Linked DNA regions of Sus scrofa: region 1 is linked to region 2. The links are chromatin contacts, called in public Hi-C maps. All regions are on one chromosome and are shown on one strand. Each heading gives the region's core, a stretch centred on a gene start, on an enhancer-like site or on the middle of the called end of the contact. The rest is flanking DNA. Distances are from core to core; before and after follow the strand shown.

Evidence for each region. Hi-C and Micro-C count contacts between places; a contact is called where the count stands out from the background.
Region 1: a contact with region 2 is called in a Hi-C map of liver, with 2.9 times the contacts expected there. The contact joins two enhancer-like sites. A contact is called at or near these places in 1 of 47 Hi-C or Micro-C datasets (liver) and 1 of 2 datasets of contacts at active chromatin or transcription factors (alveolar macrophages).

Annotation. Positions count from the first base shown.
Region 1 is chr7:32,663,480-32,670,196 of Sscrofa11.1, forward strand. It overlaps FGD2 (FYVE, RhoGEF and PH domain-containing protein 2), which reads left to right. Exons shown (of 13, transcript XM_021098655.1): 7 at 3,635-3,714; 8 at 3,799-3,829; 9 at 4,240-4,332; 10 at 5,029-5,160. Among named protein-coding and RNA genes, the nearest start is that of FGD2, 19 kb to the left of the region's middle. Within about 2 kb of position 2,727, at least 31 of the 83 cell types and tissues checked have an H3K27ac peak or open chromatin away from gene starts, as enhancers often do. A contact at or near this core is called in alveolar macrophages and liver, where this site is marked.
Region 2 is chr7:32,309,548-32,315,721 of Sscrofa11.1, forward strand. It overlaps LOC102161912 (a long non-coding RNA gene), which reads right to left. Exons shown (of 4, transcript XR_304410.3): 2 at 1,941-2,272; 3 at 1,277-1,570. Among named protein-coding and RNA genes, the nearest start is that of SRSF3, 23 kb to the left of the region's middle. Within about 2 kb of position 3,829, at least 25 of the 83 cell types and tissues checked have an H3K27ac peak or open chromatin away from gene starts, as enhancers often do. A contact at or near this core is called in alveolar macrophages and liver, where this site is marked.

The DNA of each region.
Region 1 (6,717 bases), core at 1,477-3,976, 350 kb after region 2:
ATCACGGCTGTGTTGAGGGTTTGATCCCTGGCCCCAGAACTTATGTATGTCAAGGCGGGGGGTCGGGGGGCAACCCAAGAAAAAAAAGAGAGAGTTATTAGGTCATAAAAAGACATGGAGGAAACTTAAATGCATATTACTAAGTGAAAGAAGCCAATCTAAAAAGGCTACATACATACATACCATGTATATACACTATATGTTTCCAATGACATGATATTCTGGCAAAGGCAAAACTATGGAGACAATAAGTGGTTCCCAGGTGTTGAGGGAAGGGAGGGATGAGGGAGGGAGGAACAGGTGGGATTTTAAGGGCAGTGAAACTGCTTTGTGTGGTTCTGTAATGCTAGAGTCCATTTATCCAAACCCACAGGATGTACTGCACCAAGAGTGAACCCTAATGTAGACTGTGAACTTTGGGTAACAGTGATGTGTCAAGGTAGATTTGTTGATTCTAACAAATGTAGCATTCTGTTGGGGAATTTTATTTATTTATTTATTTATTTTTGCTTTTTAGGGCTGCACTCGCGGCATATGAAGGTTCCCATACCAGAGGTCCAATTGGAGCTACAGCTGCTAGCCTACACTACAGCCACAGCAACACCAGATCTGAGCTTCGTCTGCCACTTACACCACAGCTCACAGTAAGGCCAGATCCTTAACCCACTGAGCGAGGCCAGGGAGTGAACCTGCAACCTCATGGATCCTAGTCAGGTTCGTTAATTGCTGAGCCACCACGGGAACTCGGGGAAATGTCATTAATGGGGAAGACTGTGCATCTGTGAGCACAGGGGCTGCGCAGAAATCTCTGTACCTTCCTCTCAATTTTGTTGTGAACCTAAAACTGATCTAAAAAATTAAAACCTTCTAAAAATGTATTTCTAAAAAAGCCAAGGTCCAGAATGTTAAGTAACCTGCTGGGGTCACACAGCAAATCCTGGTTTACATGCTCAAACTCAGGTGTAAGAGATTCCAGAGCCTCTATCCTCAAGCACCGTACTGTATACGATTTCCTACTGAGGCTTCAACCCAGAGGGATAAAGCATAGGGCAGAATTGCAACTCTAGTGGAGGAAATGGTGTGGGAACCTTCTTGACCACCCCTCTCTGGTCACCCCTAAGTGCAGGTGGCTGGGGCTTGAAGAAGCAGAGGTCAGATCTGGCCCATCTTGGTACTTTTCCGTCTCCACATTCCCTATCCTATTGCCCCAACGCCACCCCATCTCCCAGCATCTGCCCCAAGAGGAGGCTGCAGGCAGGACTGGAGCCAGAACACACCCTCCTCGTATACCCCCTGAGCCCCTGAGAGCCCCCAGCAGGAGGTACTTGTCCTTGCTCCTGACTGAGTCTGCCTGGCATTTGGGGCTGAATCAAGGGCCTGGGGGTGGGATGCAAACCTGAGGGGGATGAGGGCTAATGGAGGGACATGGGGACCTACTGGGGGGTGGGGGTCACAGCCCTTTCCCCACACCTCAGCTCACTGAGGTCTTTTGGGAATGCAGATGAGCCCCCCCTCCCACCTGTAGCATCCAGCTCTCCTTCCTAAAGTGGCCAGAATATCTCAGAGGCCAGGGTGCGTGCAAGCTTGTATATCTGGCAGCCTTGATGAGTAAGACTGAGAAAGTCAGGTTATGGAGAATTACAGAGAAATGGAGATTGGCAGCACTGTCTGGGGACTGGCAGAGAAAAAAGAGGCAGAGATCGACAGATAAAAAAGCCAAGAAATAGACCAAAACAGAAAGAGAAAAAGAGAGAACGGCCTGAGAGTGTCAGATACTCAGGCTGTATGATGGGGGCTCACAGACCCGGTGTGCGTGCCTGGTTCCTGGCATCTGCTGGTCTCAGTGAACAGGGTCCCTGCAGGGCGTGTCTGGTGCTCTGGTGGCTGCACAGCACCCTCTGCTGGATGGCATGAGCCCAGCAGGTGCAAAGCTGTTTACCCACCTGCGTTTCTGAGTCTGAGGTTTTGGAGGCAGGTCTGGTCTTTGACCACCAGAAAGTTCCCACTGGCCTGTGACCCCCTGGCCTCTGCCTTCCTAAGTATCAAGGAGGTCTAGTTCTCAGCAGCTAGTTCTCCCCCAGGGTCCGACTTGGTCCAGTTGTGCTGTCCTGCACAGGGCCAACCTAAGAAGAAGGAAGGGGTGCAAGCACGTACATATACTTGGCATCTCCATGGACAGCTGTGCAAGTTGTGCACTGCAAGAGCACGCCTCGTTTGAGATGAGCACAGCTCCCCCACAGCTGGCCGCGTAGATTGTATATTTACCATTCTCCTTGTCCAGCAGATGGCAGTCAAGCGTCTGGTTCAACAAAATCCGACTATTATGCCAGTTTGCCAACAGATGTCAGTAAAGTGTTTTGAGGAAGGAGTATCTTTTTAAAACTAGCACAAAGACACAGTACAGGCTGGCAGGGGCCTGAACTGATCCAGAGTCTGGTGGTTGAGCCTAGGCTCTGGGAATTGTCCTCTAGAAACCTCCATCTTGCCCCTCTGCCGTGGTGGCCCCTCAGGTCAGGGGCTCTCCCAGAAACCCATTTTCTATTAAAAGCATCATATTTCTTCCTAGCTGTGGTCTCCAAACCTTAGATTTCCCCCTTTAGTCCCTCTCCCCCTCCCTTATTCAGTCAGTTGTGGCATCTGGCCAGATTTCCTGATATTGTCTCTCTCCCCAGGTGCAGGCAGGCCCTGGGCAAGCCTCGACCATTCTGAGTATCACTTCCTACCTGGCCTCTGGGCTGCTGGTTTGTCCCATTTTCCCCAGACCCAGCCCTTTGACCTTCTCGCCCAGCGGCTGGAGCTGCTTTCCCGGAACACCTCTCTCCACAGAAGCTTCTCTGTTTATAAGCCCTCAGAGCCTCCCCATTGTCAAGAGTAACACGTGCAAATCACTTCGGCCCCTTCTAGAGGGAGGGGCTATGAGAGGGGTAGACTAGGCCTGGAGTCATGCTCTCTGGGTGGGATGGGCTGCCTGAAGGTGTAACAAGGCCTGGTTATCTCATGGCAGGGCCCCAGCAGAGGGCCCCAAGGGTCAGGTGGATTCAGTGACAACAGAGTTCCCCCATGCTGGGCCCTGGGGCTCTGGGTCTGTGTCTTAGCCACTCTTGTGACTCTCTCTCCACTGCCTGGGGGAGGTCTGTGCTTGCAGGGCTCTAGCAGTGGGGCCGAAATAGATGTGCTCCTCCCTTACCCTTGGGGACTAAAAGCCTGAGTTTGAATCTTCATTCTGCTCCTTATTTATTTACTGATTTAGTTTTGCTTTTTAGGGCTGCACCCTCCGCATATAGAAGTTTCTAGGTTAGGGATCAAAAAATCAGAGCTACAGCTGCCGGCCTACACCCCAACCGCAGCCACGCAGGATCCAGGCCGAATCTGTGACCGATGTCACAGCTCAGGGCAGCACGGGATCCTTAGCCCATTGAGTGAGGCCAGGGATTGAATCTGCATCCTCATGGGTACCAGTCAGGTTCATTACCACCAAGCTACACTGGGAACTCCCAGAAGGTGTTGAACAAGCTCACTGCCCTGTCTCTTGAATTCGAATTGTCCCTGGCATGCAGTCCACCTCCCTTCACCCACGGTGCCTGTGGAGAGGGGGTGGTGAGGCTGAGAGGTCTCTCCCTCCCTTTCTGAGCAGGTTCGAGAGCTGACTGACGCCGAGTTCCCCCACTCCTTCCTGGTGTCCGGGAAGCAGCGCACCCTGGAGCTGCAGGCCCGGTAGGCAGGCGGCTGAGGGCTGGGCGAGACGGGAACACAGGGAGGGGCTGCTCTTCTCAACATGTGTGTTCACTTTCCGAGCAGGTCCCAGGAGGAAATGATCTCCTGGATGCAGGTATCAGAACGCTCCAGGGCCCCTAGGATTCTGACTCCCTACCCAAGCTGAGGGAGAGAGGGGTGCAGTGTGTGTGTGTGTGTGTGTGTGTGTGTGTGTGTGTGTGTGCTGCTGCTACTCCCTGCTCTTCCTCAGAGTTGCTCTCTGGTACTTTGGATACAGATCTGAGTTCACATCTTAGTGCCTCTCACTGCCCAGCTGGTGGCCTGGGGCAGGTCACTTAATGTCTCTGAACCTCAGTTTTCACATCTGTTACCTGGGGCTAATAGTTTCTCCCCCTTTAAAAAAGCCAATGTGCCCTGGAACCTAGTGCCCGGTACCCAGTAGGCTTTTAGCAACGTTTGCGGAATGTGTGGACGGATGCACAAATGAGCGCACCCTCCCTGCCTCCCTCCTTGACCCCCCCCCAGGCCTGCCAAGCAGCCATTGACCAAATCGAGAAGCGGAATGAAACCTTCAAGGCTGCAGCCCAGGGCCCTGAGGGAGACGCCCAGGAGCAGGAGGTAAATGAAGGCACCCCTTCCCTCCCGGAGCTGCCAGCCTCCCCCAGGACAGATCCCGCCTCTTTGCTCTGCCCAAGCCAGCTTGGAGGCCAGGATGTGCCCCCACCATGAGTGATTTGAAAGGACCAGGGGACGCCCACTCACCCCAGTTTCACCCTGCTCAGAAACCCAATGCCAAAGACTCCCCTATTAGCCAGAAATTTCTTTGGGAGCCTCTATATGCAACTATCCATAGGGAGGATTTCACATCTATGTGTATAAGTCTGGCTTCAGGGAGTGGGGTGTGTGTGTGTGTGTGTGTGTGTGTGTGTGTGTGTGCGCGCGTGCGCGCGCGTGCACGCGCGCGCGCGCATGCACACACAGGTTTGGGTCTGGAAATGGCCTGAATAAACATGAGACAAAGGGAAGGTGGAGGGCAGGTGGGGTGGTAGTTATGGAGAATGTCTAAGACTTGATTTCAGGTCTGAGCTCTGAACTCTGGCCTGCTGGGTGTCTTTGCTGAGTCCCTTGACCTCTCTGGGCCTCAGTATGAAATAGGGCTCATAGCAACCAACTTCGTGGTCCTTAGCAGTTCAGTCAGCTTCATGTAGAGGTCACAGCACACAGAATCCCTGCCCCAGGCAGCTGGGCAGAGAGCCCAGGGCCTCCAGGAGCAGATAGAGGGGGTCCTGAGGTGCCCACCCTCTTGTCCCACAGCTGCAGTCCAAGGAACTGGGCCTCCGGGCGCCGCAGTGGATCCGAGACAAGATGGTGACCATGTGCATGCGCTGCCAGGAGCCCTTCAACGCCCTGACGCGGCGGCGCCACCACTGCCGGGCCTGCGGCTACGTGAGTACTCCACCCGGCCTCGGCCTTCCAGCTCAGTCTCCCCTCCCTGCCAGCTCCTCCCACTTCAACCAGAGCAGCCAAACGCTCTGGGCACTACCTCCGTGCCAGGCATGTGAGTGACCTCGCTTGACCCCACGGTGCCCACCTGTGAAGCAGGTCAGTTCTCATCCCCATCTGCAGATGGGACCTGAGGTGCAGACCAGTTAAACCACTCCCTTGAGACACCCCTCAAAGCTGACCCTGAAAAGTCACCTGCCTCCTTACCAAGACTCCCGGGCCCAGGACCAGAAATGGTCTCCAGTTCCAGGGTGTGGGGCACCCAAACCCATCAGACCCTCTCAGGCCTTGCACCCACCACCTCCCTAGCCTGCACCTGCTATGCACTCACCCCTCGCCATCCTGTCTTCTTCTTCTTCTTCTTTTTTTATTTTTGGTCTTTTTTAGGGCCATACCCGGGGCATATGAAGGTTCCCAGGCTAGAGGTCAGATTGGAGCTACAGCTGCCGCCAGCCTACGCCACAGTCAGGGGAACGCTGGACCCTTAACCCACTGAGCAAAGCCAGGGATCGAACTTGCATCCTCATGGATGCTAATCAGATCCGTTTCTGCTGAGCCACAAGGGGAACTCCGCCATCCGGTCTCCTCGACCGACCTCAGCTAACATCCCCTCCTCAGCGCTCCAGCACCTGGTCAGTTCTGCTGCTGACTCTATCCGCCAGGTCCAGGCCTCAGTTTCCTCCCCTGTACAATGGGGATTATGCATCCCTAACCTCAGGGTGGTGCTGAGGACTCCACCAAAGCAGGTTCACCCTTCCCCTCTCCCTGCCCTCCTTTGCTTTCCCCTCCTCCGTCACTCCAGCAAAGCTCACGCAGAGGAAAAGCCACAGCTGATTGAGGAAGGAACCGTGTCCACTCCCTCTTATCAGCTCAGGCCCAGTTATCAGAGGCAGATCTTGCTTCGCTTTTTAAGCACCTGCTGTACTCGAGCTGTTCTCTGTTGACGTTACAAGCTTCTGCATTTACTCTGCAAACAGGAAAGCCCTTTACGGCCTTAGTCTTTAATGACCTCAGAGGATGGGAGACCAGCTGGGCCGGTTGGGGCCAGTCAGGGAGGTGTCCCCAAAATGTGTTAAACTGCAATCAGAACATGAAGGAAATTTCTAGGACTAGGACACACCCATGTTCAGATGTGAGTGAATTCCATCCCAGAGCCAAATAGAAAGGATCTGGTGATTCCCTACCATTGTTGGGAAGTCACATCAGTAAAATAGGACTCGAGTTGGTTCCCACTTGCCACTTGTACCTTCAAAATTATTTTAAAATAGTTGGAGTTCCTGTTGTGGCTCAGCAGATTAAAAACCCGACTTAGTATCCATGAGGACGCAGGTTCAATCCCTGACCTTGCTCAGCGGGTTAAGGATCCGGCAATGCCATGAGCTGTGGTGTAGCTCACAGGTTCGGCTCGGATCTGGCATGGCTGTGGCTGTGGCGTAGAGCTGCAGCTCCAATTTGACTCCTAGCCTGGGAACTTCCACATGCTTCAAGTGTGGCCATAAA
Region 2 (6,174 bases), core at 2,579-5,078:
AGTTTTGCTTTCCTAAGGATACTGGGTTGGCACCGTCTTAAGGTCTGCAGGCACGTAAGTCCTTCTGGGCTTTTCCCTCGCTCTTTTTTTTTTTTCCCCCCGGCTTTTTAGGGCCGCACCCATGGCATATGGAGGTTCCTAGGCTAGGGGTCGAATCAGAGCTATAGCTGCCAGCCTATACCACAGCCACAGCAATGCAGGATCCAAGCCCTGTCTGCAACCTACACTGTAGCTCATGGCAATGTCAGATCCTTAACCCACTGAGTGAGGCCAGGGATTGAACCCGCATCCTTATGGTTCCTAGTCGGATTCACTTCCACTGTGCCACGACGGGAACTCCTTCCCTCACTTTTTTTTTTTTTTTTTTTTGGTCTTTTCTAGGGCCGCTCCTGTGGCATATGGAGGTTCCCAGGCTAGGGGTCTAATCAGAGCTATAGCCGCTGGCCTAGACCAGAGTCACAGCAATGTGGGATCCGAGCCACGTCTGCAACCTCCACCACAGCTCATGGCAATGCTGGATCCTTAACCCACAAGCAAGGCCAGGGATCAAACCGGCAACCTCATGGTTCCTAGTTGGATTCATTAACCACGGAGCCATGACGGGAACTCCCTTTTTTTTTTTTGTCCTCCTTTTTTTTTTCCCTCACTTTTAAAGGGTGCTTTTTGGGAGTTCCTGTCATGGCTTCATGGTAACGAAGCCATGGGGACACAGGTTTGATTCCCTGACCTCAATCAGTGGGTTAAGGATCCAGCATTGCCATGAGCTGTGGTGTAGGTCACAGACACAGCTCAGATCCTGTGCTGCTGTAGCTGTGGCCAGCAGCTATAGCTCCAATTCAATCCCTAGCCTGGGAGCATCCATATGCCACAGATGAGGCCCTAAAAAAGCAAAAAAAAAAAAAAAAAAAAAAAGTAGTTCCCAGCAAATATTTCTATTCTTTTCTAAAAGAAATGCCTAAAGTAACAAATATGCATGGTGCATTTCAAAGGTTAAAAATATGCATGGAGGTAGAGGTCAAGTGGATTGTTGGCAAATTGTTTCCTTAAAACCTATTAGTATAATTTTTATTCCAAAACGATAATTTTAAAGAATTTGAAAAAGATAAGGACATCAGCTCATGAACTCTAATTGTATGATTGTAAATAGTCACTTGTGATGTAGGCCCTGCCATATGCTGGTCCAGGTAGCACACACACTTATCTCCTGTGCCAACCAGGCAGTCATATCTAGTAGCCCTGAGGGTCAGGTGAAGGAAGAGAAGGGATCCTCACTTACTTGGTAAGCCCGTCTGCAGGAGCAGGGACAGCTGGGCTGGAGGTGGCATGTTACCTCACATGGTGGCCTGCACCTTCTCCTTGCACCCTGTAACAAATGTCTGCCAGCTGAGCTCTGACTCAGCTTTATCCACTGCTTCAGGCGGAGGCAGCCCATGATTGAAGACAAGTTTGTTACACTGGGACCAAATGGCCTGCAAGGTCTTTTTCAGCACTGACATTCTAGAATTTGGCAAGTCCAGAAAAAGAATGAGGTGTTTTTTTGTAAGGATGGCAGGTCCAGACAGTCATCTTCCTGGAGGGGAAAGGAAAAAGGTTCAATGCATACAGTGGGTGACAATTCATCCAAAGTAGGAGCATGCTTTTTAACAGGCTTTTGTGCTACAGCAGTCAGGCAAGTGTTAGTATTTGAGATTGGAGCAGTCTCAAATCTTAATCCTCATGCAGCTCTGTTAACAGTTACTATTCCCACTGCACAGATGTGGAAACTGAAGCTTAGAGAAGGAAACTAACTTACCCTAGAGTGAGGAAATGCCACAGCCAGAACTAGAACCCAAAGCCTGACTTCTTAGGCCTAAGCGCTTGTGGCACATCTCAGCTGTGTGTATATGCTCTTAACAGCCTTGGCATTGGGATTCACATTCATTCAGAGGCTACATGGATACCTGTTAAACCCCTGGAGGAAGCAGGTTATTTCTTAGGGAGGGCCAGTGGGTGTGAAGGCCGCAGTATGGGAAAATGATGCCAATGAAGAATGAAGACTGCCAGGGCCAGGAGTTGTCTCTGCAGTGGCCACTGGGTCGTCTTTCATTGCTCAGAGCAACATCAAGAAGGTTCTTCACAATATCTCCAGGTTGCGCCTTGGGATCGAGTTCTATGGCTGTTTCTAGCGGGAGAGCACAGCATTCAGAGTCTGGAGACCTGGATTTGGCTCCGGGCAATACTGTTACGCAAGCGTGAGCATCTTCCATGGCTCCTTAGGCCTTGGTCTTGTCATCTGTAAAATGGAATTAATATACTATTTTATAGGGCTAGTATATGGTTTAAATGGGAAAAAAACCCACCAATAATCTTTAATGAAAGTTTCATAGGTGCCCAGCACTGTTCACCTTGTTAACGATTTAATCACAGCAACCCTCAGAGGGTAGGTGCTATTACTATCTTCAGGTTAGAGAACAAAGGCAGCCTTGCCCAGTCGGGTCACCCATGGGCCACAATCCTGAGGTTATGTTCTAGGAAACACAACTCAGTGAAAAAGTGCAGTCACTTCCATAATCACTAATGCAGAGTCTCAGTGAACACTTAGGGCACCTGCACTCTTTGACAGGTATACATTAACCCTTTCCCAAACACATTAAATAACACTACTAGGAAAATGGTAATGAAAGAATAAGGCACTAGGCAATGGTGTATAGCAACACATGCCTAAAAACCCTGCACTTAGAATACATATAGATAAAAGGATACACTAGAATGGCTGCCTGTGGGGTAGGGGGATGGCAGTGATCCACAGGGTAAAGGGGAATACATAAAACAAGAATGGACTTGCCAGGACTAGTGATGACTGTGAGCCATCATCTGGGGTGTAGGATTGATTCATCGCACTGCATCAGAGGGCCAAAAATAAAATCGAGTAAAATAAGAGATGAGATGAAATCACTGCCTGAAACACATTGGCTATGGGCTCAAGGAGGAAAGGGGGCATACCTCCTGGGCTGCCTCACCAAAGGCAGAGGCCTGGAAGTGTCCTTGAGTCGGGTAAATGAGGTCAAGGGGAGAGCCAGTCACACCTATGTCTATAGCTCAAGCTCTAGGCCAGAGGCCACAGGCAGACTTTCAAGGCCCTAGGCAAGGAGCAAAGGGCAGCTCTTGGGTTAGTGTCAGATGTCACAAAGTTATCTGCTATCACACCTTCCTCACCAAGGTTTAGCCAAATCCACTATCAGGATGATTCGAAGGATGTCAAGGAGTTCCCACAGTGGTGTAGAGGAAACAAATCCGACTAGTATCCATGAGGATGCAGGTTCAATCCCTGGCCTCGCTCAGTGGGTTAAGGATCCAGTGTTGCCGTGAGCTGTGGTATAGGTCACAAATGTTGCTCAGATCTGGTGCTGTTGTGGCTGTGGTGCAGGCCAGCAGCCGCAGCTCCAATTCGACCCCTAGCCTAGGAACCTCCATATGCCATGGGTGTGGCCCTAAAAAGACCCCCCCCCCCGAAAAAAAGAGCGAAAGAAAGAAAAGAGAAAAAGACACCGATGTAAGTCAGCAATCCTATGATTATATGATGATTGTTGGCTTCTTCACCATAAGAGTTCTTCCACACACGGTCTAAGCGGTACACCCACCCAACTCCCATGCCAATGGACTGCATATGACGATCAGGTAAAGGAAGAGGGTATCTTCATTTCCTCAGATTGCCCATCTTTAGAGAGGGTCAGCTGGATGTAGACCTCCCTCAACAGCCCACGTGGGTACTGGAACCCCCTAGGCAAGTGAGTATCCTCTGGGCACAAAGTCTGCAGTTCTAGGCTCAGGACACAAGGTGGCAGCATGGGGAAGAAAGCTAGTTCTCAACTCCATGCAGAGAACATGCAGGTTTGCTTGTAAGTATAGGAAGTTAGGGACCATGGTCCTTAGAGGGTGAGTTGCTCATTTATTAAACATGAAATAAGGCAGAAGCCTATAACTCCAGTGGCTAGGAAAGGGCATTAGGAGAAGCAAGCATGATTTCCTAGAAAGTAGTCCTCACTCATTAACCACCACAGAGGTGGATGACTGTATGTGTGTTAATGTACGAATGCTTATGTGTGTCTATGTGTGAATGTATGTGATCATGTATGTATGGTGTATGTGACTAGTGAGACTCTGAGTGTGCGAGGGTGACTGTACATGAGTGAGAGAGTGTGGGGATGGGGGTGGGGGAAGAGGGAAGCAGCAAGCTCAGGTGTCGCCAGAAAGGCTGGGAGGAAACTATAAAGCTGGGCGATGCCGTCTTTATCAGGCAGCACTTCTGAGTCAATAGGGGCAAAGCGCAAAGTTCACATAGATAGTAGTGACTGGGAGGCATGAAGCATGGCCGTGGTATTGGAGAGGAGGCAGTGGCACTCTCCTGGGAAAGAAGGGCCCACACTAAATTCCACTTAGCTCTAGACTCAGAGAATGGATTCTGGGCCCAGGTTCCATCCAGCTGGGACATTTTCAAGTGGTGCACGGGGGACAGTTCATCTTCCTCAGCTTAAGTTTCTCCACCTTAAAATTGCAGAACTAGTTAGGCCTGCCTTCCTGGCTGCATGTGAGGATCAAAAGAGAGCCATGTATGTAATGCATGTATGAGAAGGCCTAGTATGTGATGAGTGTGTGTCTGTTGGCGGTGGAGCAAAACATGAAACCATGCTATTCAAGGAGCCTCATGGACAGCTTGGTGTGTAAGTGCCACCAGTAAGGTCAGTCTCCTGTCCTCTGCCTGCCCCCAGGCTTCTGAAGACAAGCAGTGGGCCTTCTCAGGAAGTGGTGAGTGCTCTGTCTCTGGGGAAGGGCCCTTTGCAGGAGACAAGCTTGCTTGGAAGGGGCTATTAGGCCTACAACCTTCTAGATCCAATTCCAGATCTGACATTGAACACTCTGGGTGGTTTAGAATATGGACTCATGCAAATTCCTGTTCAAGTTTTGCCCTTGTTTCTTTTCTTTTTTCTTTTCTTTTGGTTTCTTCTTTTTATTAAGGACTGGGTGGAAAGCATTTGGTGTCATTAGGGACTTTGAAACTACCGCCTCACACTGGGAGTTGGTTTGAGTCAACTGGTCACCATGGAATTTCTTTTTTTAGCAGATAAACAGCCAAGTTATAGGCAGCTGTTGCCCTGTCCAGGGCAGAAAGCAGCCTGTTAATGCAAAGCTGCCTGGCTCCTGTTTCTTGGGCAAACAGATGCCATGTCTCTCAACAATTAGGAATCCCAGAAACTGTGGTTTGGAGACCACATGTCTAGTTCTGTCTAGTTATTCAGGTGCCTTTACCTGGGAAGTTCTCTCTCAATGTCACAAGATAAAGGACATATATAGTAACTGGGGACTCTACTTCTTAGAGGCCACCCCAGGAGGCAGTAAACATTAAGTGCCAAGTCAGTGAGGAAATTCTGTTTTGGAGCCAAAGTGTAAAAAAACCCATCCACAAACCACTGAGCCTTTACTGAGTGCTCGTTTTGTACAAGTTCTGAGCCTGAAGGAGGAGGCCCTCTGAAGGGAGGGGAGGCAGGAGCTGGAAATTTTAAGTAGTAGGAGGAATTACATTGGAATGGTAAGGCCCTTTAAGAAGTGGGAATGGGGTGAGCAAAGGCATGGAAGTAGGAAGGTATAAAGTATGTTACAGGGAAGAGTTTGGTTAGAACAGAGCATTTACAACAATGAATAAATTAACATACATTCATTAGGCATCTACTATGTACTGGACACTGTTCAAGTTACCTGGATGAGGTTGGTGAACAAAAATCCCTCCTCCATGGACATTGCAGTAAATAGCAACAACATAAATAATAGCTCACATTTATTGAGAGCTTACTACATACCTGGTACTATTTTAAATACTTTATTCATTTTATCTTCAAAACACCCATATAAAGTAGGTATGGTTATTATCTCTAGTCCACAGATGAGGAAGCACTGACACTGAGTGGTGGAGGCAGAATTCAAACCCAGGGCCCATGCTCTGACCATGACACTCTGCGACCCTCAGTGAGAAAGGGTGAGAAGTCAGGTTGCTGGGTAACATGGGCTGGTCCAGAGGGCAGCAAATGTTGGACAAGGGGACCCAGTGCCTTTATAAGATTAAACTGGGGGCATGTGGTTGGAAAGATTTGGGAGTTCGGGGGGAAATGCAGCCCCCTGGCCTCATTGAAGAGGTGGGAG